Regions from separate parts of the Gossypium hirsutum genome. Here all the other regions are linked to region 3. A link is a contact called in public Hi-C data. All regions are on one chromosome and are shown on one strand. The core of a region is the stretch at or near the end of the contact, and the rest is flanking DNA. Distances in the headings are between cores, read along the strand shown. Region 1 holds the start of LOC107961746. Region 2 holds the start of LOC107963372 (transcription factor MYB102). Region 3 holds the start of LOC107938447 (protein SET DOMAIN GROUP 40).

Evidence for each region. A called contact is a pair of places that touch in the nucleus more often than the background predicts.
Region 1: a Hi-C map of leaf shows a contact between it and region 3, with 3 times the contacts expected there. The contact joins the promoter of LOC107961746 here to the promoter of LOC107938447 in region 3. A contact is called at or near these places in 3 of 34 Hi-C or Micro-C datasets (hypocotyl and leaf).
Region 2: a contact with region 3 is called in a Hi-C map of leaf, with 5 times the contacts expected there. The contact joins the promoter of LOC107963372 here to the promoter of LOC107938447 in region 3. A contact is called at or near these places in 3 of 34 Hi-C or Micro-C datasets (all in leaf).

What each region holds. Positions count from the first base shown.
Region 1 is chrA06:92,509,110-92,511,809 of Gossypium_hirsutum_v2.1, reverse strand. LOC107961746 reads right to left here and starts at 1,342. Exons shown (of 6, transcript XR_005928428.1): 1 at 871-1,342; 2 at 226-766.
Region 2 is chrA06:92,920,624-92,923,323 of Gossypium_hirsutum_v2.1, reverse strand. LOC107963372 (transcription factor MYB102) reads right to left here and starts at 1,301. Exons shown (of 3, transcript XM_016899916.2): 1 at 1,112-1,301; 2 at 868-997; 3 at 1-785. The coding sequence starts at 1,244. The coding sequence ends at 128.
Region 3 is chrA06:92,702,162-92,704,861 of Gossypium_hirsutum_v2.1, reverse strand. LOC107938447 (protein SET DOMAIN GROUP 40) reads left to right here and starts at 1,302. Exons shown (of 6, transcript XR_001694916.2): 1 at 1,302-1,616; 2 at 1,720-1,851; 3 at 1,970-2,110; 4 at 2,319-2,552.

The DNA.
Region 1 (2,700 bases), core at 93-2,592, 190 kb after region 3:
GCTATGGCAAATGGGGACTTCATTGGTGTGATTGGGGTTTGATGTGCAAATTAAAGGAGAATGTGGTCTTGGTTTTAGGAGTCTTACCAAGTTTAATTTAGCGTTGTTAGCGAAGCAAGGTTGGCGTTTAATTCTTTAGCTAAATTCCTTGTTAGCTAGAACGTTAAAATCTAAATATTATCCATCCATAGATTTTATTAATTCATTCAAGTTTAGGTAATTTACCTTCTTATACTTAGCAAAGCGTGTGGGCTGCAAATGGGCTCTTTCATGAAGGTCTTTGCTAGAGAGTCGGTACGGGGACTTCCATCTCAATCTTGAATGATGCATGGATGCCCAAGGTTGATAACTACGAAATCTTGGATGGTGTGAAAAATCCAAATGCAAGCCTTGTTGTAGATTTGATTGATTTTAATTCTACGAGTTGGAAAATGAGAGCGATTCATAATACCTTTAATGAGAGGGATGCTGCAAACATTCTCAAAATTCCCTTATCACAGTTTAATTCTCGAAATAGTAGACCGATAGAGATGCCCGAAAGATGGGTACATAAAAGTAAACTTTGATGATGAATTTCGAAAGCAGGAAGAAATATCATGTTCTGGAATATTATTAAGAAATTCAAGAAGAAGAGCTATAGCATCAAAAATCACCTTGACTGAGAGGATTCTTTCGCCTTTTGCGGCGGAAACAGTGGCTTGTGTGTTGGCATTGAGGATGTGCTTAGATTTAAATTTACAAAAGCCGGAGGTTGAAAGGAGATTCCCTAACAGTGATAAAGAAAGCAACCAAAGATGGAACAGATTCCTCTAAAATATCGGCCTATATTGAATATGTGAAGAGGTTAAGTAAGGTTTTTCAAAGTTGTACCTTTATGCATGTGAACAGATCGGCCAATGAAGTGGGGCACCAGTTAGCCAGCGGAGGTCTTTGGCAAAAACAATAGGTGTTTTTGAGGTATGGGATCCCAAAGGTTGCGGCAATACTGGTTGAGAGAAACCGTAGCTTACTGGAAGCTCCAGATTGAAACGTGCTCGAAGATGAAGGAATGGGAAGTAGCAAAAGTTTTGTCCATTGCATTCTTAAAGAAGATGAACAGTTTCCCCTAATTTTGTTGCTTCAATCGAAATGGTGTTGGAAAATCCTAGAATCTTTAATTTTTTATGCTTTGTGAAGCGTCTCTAGAAAGATTAGCTGAGCTTATTGTTTCAAAATTTGGGAATCCATTGGCCTGTTTGTTGGCGTGAATGTGTTAATAATTTGGATAACCCAAAGGACTTGTCTTGTGTTTGCTTTTATAAATCCAATATATATTTTGAAAAAAAAATAAAAAGGACATTTAAAGGTTAATTGAGCCCTAAGAAGTCCAAAGCCAACGAAGTAGTGAGTGACACCTTGGAAAAGACCCACGGTGCTTTTCAATGCCCCAAGATCATCTCTCTCTCTTTTCCCTTTCCACCACTTTCTATTGTTCTTATCCAATTTCTCACTGGATGAGCTGTTCTTAACTTCCATCACTTTGATCTTCAATCAACAAGACTAAAAAAATTAATGGTTGAAATCGGTAATAAATTTTTATAAATTTTATTTAATTAATATAGAAATAAGTTGAATATATATTACATATTTTAACCTGTTGGATCCAATTGTGATAACATTGGCTTTTCTTTGAGGATTAGTATGATTTTGAGAAAAAATATCTTAAAATACAAAGAATTTTAAACTAATGGAAAGCAAACAAATCTCATATGAGGAAACTTCCAAAATCAAACTTAGACATCCAGTTGTCCTTATCCACTTATCTCCAATCTCCATCTCTTTGTCAGTCTCCTAATCATTAAGGAAAGCTTTAGACGCGTTTTCCCTCTTCGTCCTATCTAATATCTATATATATATATATCCACTCTCAATCTACACTTGAAATACTTTGAAAACAATCTTTTCCTTTGTAGTTTGGGATATTTATAAGGTTGTGACTGATGCAGGGGATGAAAGAGCAGTCATCCAAGTGTGAATCTCTCAAGGATTCTTCTTCTTGGTGTTCCTCTAAGCAAGCAAGGCGTCATCTCAATGCAGTTAACTCCGAGGGTTTCAAGGCTGCCAACATCGATAGGTTGAAATAGGCCGAAGAGTCTCTCAGAACTGTCATGTACTTGAGTTGCTGGGGTCTTAACTAACCAAAATCTTTACCCTCAGGTTGTTAAAATTCTTACATGTACATAGCTTGTTTATAAGGAAATATAAATATATGCAGTGTGAGGATTTTAGAGCCCTACTGTCAATCTTTCTCCCCTGACAAGTAATGTAATCAGTTCATGATTTCTATCTCTAATTTCGATTTTTAGGGGTTAAATTAGCACTAATGAACCCGACATTTGACCTAATTAAAAATGTTTCTGAAGATTAGTATTACACCTCATGCCTGACGTAGCATGCTTATCCTTTCTCTTGCAATAATGTTGACATGACTTAACAAAAAATTAATCCACTCACATGGTAAGAACTTCTTACTTAGTTTGAATTCTAAACGAGGGAAATGAAGGAATGCATTTTGTTGTGGGAAATGTAGCGATCCATTCTCTTATAAAAAGCTTATGGATTATGTTCATTTTACCTCAATATAATTTTAGTTTAGCAATATTTTTTAAAAGAGTTTTTAAAAAATATTTGGAAAATATTTTTGAAAATTTTAATTTAAGA
Region 2 (2,700 bases), core at 52-2,551, 220 kb before region 3:
CTTCTAACACAGTGATCTTAAGAGAAATTAACTATTAATTAGTAGAAATTTTTACACGTATCGACATGTCTCACTGAATCAAAAAAAGAAAAAAGAAAAACTCTTTTTGGGAGTTATGCATTTGGAATTACATGAAATCATTAACATCCAAAATATCAGGGATTTCCGACTTCAAAATGTTGGTGCAATAGCTTTCTGTTTCGTTTTCAGTGGTGCTGCTACTGTTGAGGTATGCGAAGTCTGAATTCAATGGGGCGGGGCTCGACGAAGGCGTCGACACAACTGACCCCAACCCCAAGCTCTGGTTGCTGTTGATGGAATGGAAATTCGAGGTTTCGATTGAAGGGTCCATTACGGTTTGATAATCCGAGCCGTAATAGTTGTACTGCGGCGGTAGCGGCACGTAATCTTCAGTCAAAATTGAAGGCATAACATAGTCATTGAAATTTGATGGGAATTGGTTCAAGTTGGGTTTCATCACGAGTTGTTGTTCTTCGTTATAAAATGGAACACTACAAGTTGGGGTTTCTTCGACTTGTGCATGGAAATGGTTAGATTGCATCAATGGTTGATATTGGTCAACATTACGAAGAAGCTCAGGGTTAGCAAAAGACTGGATAAGATATTGGTTGTGAAGGAAAGAGAGACCGAGAAGATCCAGTCGAGGAGTATGGGTCACCGGATCGATCCCCATTCGAAGAAGAATTTTTCTAATGTGTGTGTTCCAATAGTTTTTTATTTCGTTATCTGTTCTTCCGGGCAACCGAGCAGCAATGGCAGACCACCTTAAAACATTACAAAACATTAAGGGAAAAAAACACAATAATAGAACTGAAAACAGCAAATAAAGATGTAAACAGAACTTACTTGTTGCCCAATATACTATGTAGCTGAATTATAGTCTCTTCTTCTTCAAAAGAAAACCTTCCTCTCTTGATATCAGGCCTCAAGTAGTTAGTCCATCGAAGACGACAACTCTTTCCACATCTTTGCAACCCTATAATAAAAGATTTTACAAACCCATCAGGCGTGAAGTCCATAAGAAGTACTATAATTCATCCGTAGACAAAACATATGGTGTCCTATCGGTAAATGAATGCTAGAGGTTTACCAGCATTCTTTGGAAGTGTCCTCCAATTTCCATAACCATGTTTTTGAATATAATCAATCAATTTTTTATCTTCTTCAGGAGTCCATGGCCCTTTTTTGAGCCCATTTTTATCACAACAAAGTGCTCTTCCCATGTTTATTGCTTAGTGACAGAGAAGAGAGAAAAATGATGCAGCAGCAAAGAGATGCAGGGTCCCTATAGGTACGTACTTGTATAAATAGGGAGAGAAACCAAAGCAAAAGTCAAATAGATTAGGTACCGTCCTCTGTTTATTACTATGGCAACGTGTCCTCAAATCTTGGCTCCCATATCTTTAAATCTATCAATTACTTTTATTTATTTATTTATTTATTTTAGTTAAACTCATTTTTTTAAGTTGGGTTTATAATTTATGAAATTTTTTTTTTTAAATTTTTGGTTATATCTCCCAACATTATTTTCAAAGTTTTATCTTCTTAAAATATAATATGTATTATCAGTATACTTAATATTTTGTGATATTATTACTTATCTTTTAATAGATCTCAAATTTATCTATCCAAATTTGTTATTAAGTTTAAGTGGTAAAAAAATTTATTCCTTTTAAACAAAGTTTTAATTCTAAGTTTTAAAGATGAAAAAAATAATAATAAATTTTATTTTTAATTTAAAAATTAGATCTAGGTTAACTCTAAAATTAATGTGATTACCATCCAAATTCATAAACTGCAGTCATTTTTTGCCCAACATTATGCGGGAGGAGAGTGTCACTCCTCACTTTCTGGATTCATATTAGCTGTCACCAACATGAAACAGCCACCTGCCCCTTCTTTTCTTCTGGCATAATTTGCATGGCTACAATTTTACCAAGATTGGCTTTGACTTACTATCTCAAAGTCCTTTGATTTTTTTTTTCTTTTAAACATAAGAAATTGCAAATACAAAAAGGAAATATTTTTAAAAAAATTATATTTTAATTTTTTAAAAAGGAAATTGAATTAAAATCGAAAAGCGATTAGTTAATTGTTTTGTCCATTGAAAGCTGCATTGGTAGGCCGATTCTATTGCCCTCACATGAGGGTAATGTGCAATTATTTTAACACTTGAGGGATTCAAGTCAATTACTTATGTGTGTTTTTAATAAATAAATAAGCATTTAATTCGAGGATGATAACAATGGTGTTTGGTATGCATAGAGAGAACAGAAAAAGGGCCCCTCCAATAAATTTCAGGAAAAGGTTTAATTTTCACAATTTAAAATTTGCATCCATAAATATATAATTAATTTTTATCTTATGTGATATGATACATGAATTACTCGTCTATTTTTATAAATTGTTATTATATTGATATTAATATATTATTTAAAATTATTGATGAAACATATTTGAATATATAAACAACTTAAAAAAATATACTTAAGTTTTTTTAAATACAATATAATAAATTTAAAATATTATAAATATAATATATTCATAATGTTATGGATATAATTTATGGGTCAATTATGATGAAGGAAATTTGAAAAATAAATTTGTTATAAATTCTATATTCAGAATTTTAAGACACATTGTATAAGTAAGTTAGAAATAAAGTGTCAAAACAATTTT
Region 3 (2,700 bases), core at 53-2,552:
CTGTAACCCCTAAAACAAAAATTATTAAAAATTATGGTTATACAATATATTAAACATTTTCTTATATAATCGTAGAAAGAGATAGTATTGAATTTAAAATATTGAATTAATTATCATTACAGTTTAAGGTTTATGGTTTAAGATATATGGTTTAAGGTTTAAGGTTTGGGAGTTAATTAGTATTTGAAGGTTTAAGATGAATTATGGGTTTAGAGATTATGGTTTAGGGTTTAGGGTTAGAGTTTAAGGTGTAAGGGTTTGGGGTTAAGGGTTTAAGGTTTAGTGTTTAGTGTTTAGTGTTTATGGGATAGGGGTTAAGAGGCTTAGGGTTTAGATTAATTAGTATTTTTTAATTTATATATTAAACGATTTCTTATATAATTGTAAAAGAGATAATATTAATTTGGATATATTAAACTTATGATTATAGTTTAAATTATTTAAGAGATAATAGATAAACTTTATATATATATATTAAATGGTTCAAGATTTAATCTAAAAATATTTTGATATATTAAAATAATTCAATTCAAATTAATTCCTCTACACTTAATTTATTTAAGTTAAATTTAAACTTAAAATTTAGTCCTTATATTTGAATTTGATTAGTTTTAGTCCCTGTATTTTTCAAATCGATCAATTTTATCTTTTGTACTTTTCAAAATTTAAAATTTTAGTCATGATCACTCAAATGATAGCAATTATATATGTTTGGTTAAATTCTGCTATTAGTCTTGGTATTGTGCGTAAAGTTGTAGGTTGAGTTTATGTTATCCAATTAGATCATTCTTGGTCCCTATACTTTTCGAATTTTGAAATTTTAATTTTGATACAAATGACAATCGTTAAATTCGTAATTGGCTTTTTGTGAGTAATATGTTTGTTACATTAGATTTTAGAAATAGCAAAACTTAATGAATTCAATAGCTACCATTTAATTAATACTACAATTTCAAAATTTCAAAATTACAATGACTAAAAATAACAAAATTAAAATAAAATGACTAAATCCACAACTTACATATAATTCAATGACTAATAGAAAAAAAATAATTAAAAATATTTAACTTGTTTATATTTAAAAAATTAATAAATATCAAATGAAGATAACATGTATATATTTATAAAAAAAAATTAAAACAATGTCATTAGGTTTAAGTAATTTTACCTTAAGTATTTATAAATATGATGTGTTTTAAGTAAAATTTAATTGGAGATTTAAGGGGTTAGCGGCCTTTTTTTCCGCAAAAAAACATAATTGTTTAACTTAAACAAGATCCTTTTCCTTTCTAAAATGTTTTCTTTTTCTCATGCGCGACACTAAAAACCTCTAATTTCTTCCCTTAAAATCAATATCCTCAAAACACCCCCAATCTCACCCCTCCGTTGCCCTTTTCACTAAAGAAACTCTCCAACAGCAGCATCTCCATTGTCTAGGTGTCTCTTGCTTCCCTGGCACTGGAGGAAGAGGTGTGGCTGCTCTCTGGCCGATTAGCAAAGGAGAGTTGCTTCTTAAAGTTCCAAAATCTGCCTTAATCACAACTGACTCTCTTCTTTCAAGAGATGAAACTTCGTCTCTTGCACTCAAATCCCATCCTTCTCACTCTTCTACCCAGGTTTGCTTTTGTGTTTCAGTATTCGGTATATGTTTTAATCTGCGTTTCAACCAAACACAACGACTGGACTAAAGTAATTTGCCTATTTTCATTTGCAAGGCAGGTATTCACTGTTTGTTTGTTATATGAAATCAATAAAGGAAAGGCTTCTCCATGGCACCCTTATTTTCTGCACTTGCCTCGTAGTTATTCCATACTCGCCACTTTCGGTGAACTTAAAACGCAAGCCTTGCAAGTTCTGTCTCTTATTTTACCTCTTTTGCTTTTGCTTTTGCTTTCTCACATTTCCTTCGCTTGTATTTCTTTTTTTCTTTTTTTTTTCTTTCTAACCTTGCTATTTATCTCGTTCTTAGGTGGATTATGCCATCTGGGCTGCTCAGAAAACTGTCACAAAAGCTAAATACGAGTGGGAACAAGCCTTCACTCTCATGAAGGAACTTAAGTTTAAGCCTCTACTTCTCACTTTCAGGGCTTGGATTTGGGCTACTGGGACTGTAAGTTCACAGTGTTTATGCTTCTCTGGGTTTTTCTTTTTCGGTTTTTATTTATGTTGGATAGCTTCAACTTAGACTATTATGCACATTTCACCCGCATGCGTATGGATAAATATCTGGATAAACAAGCATACATGGGCTCCTAATTTATCTTCTCGTGTCTCTACTTAACATTTTCCTACATATTATTGCTTTGATAAAGGTTCAGATTATTGCTCGGGACAAAATATCGCAGACTTCCGGAAATATATGTTATTTATGCAAACATTTCTTAGTAGGAGGAGATTAAAATTTTGGAGTGTCAAACAAATAAGACTGTTTGAAAAGTTCAGAATTGGAACGAACTACTGCTTTAAAGTATCTGTATGGATGGTTACGTCATCACCTAGAGTATGGTACTCTTGCGCCACTGGAGCTTGCTAATTCTTTGTATTATGCATATGTAAGTACACTAGGGTATAATTCTTTGTTTATTTTTTGTTAGTTTTTTTCTTTTGGACAATGCCTTGATATTGCAATCTTGTTTGAGTGTAAGCTGCTTCCTCTAATGTTACTGTGGGATAGTTTGCTTATGTTGTGAATGCTGTGAT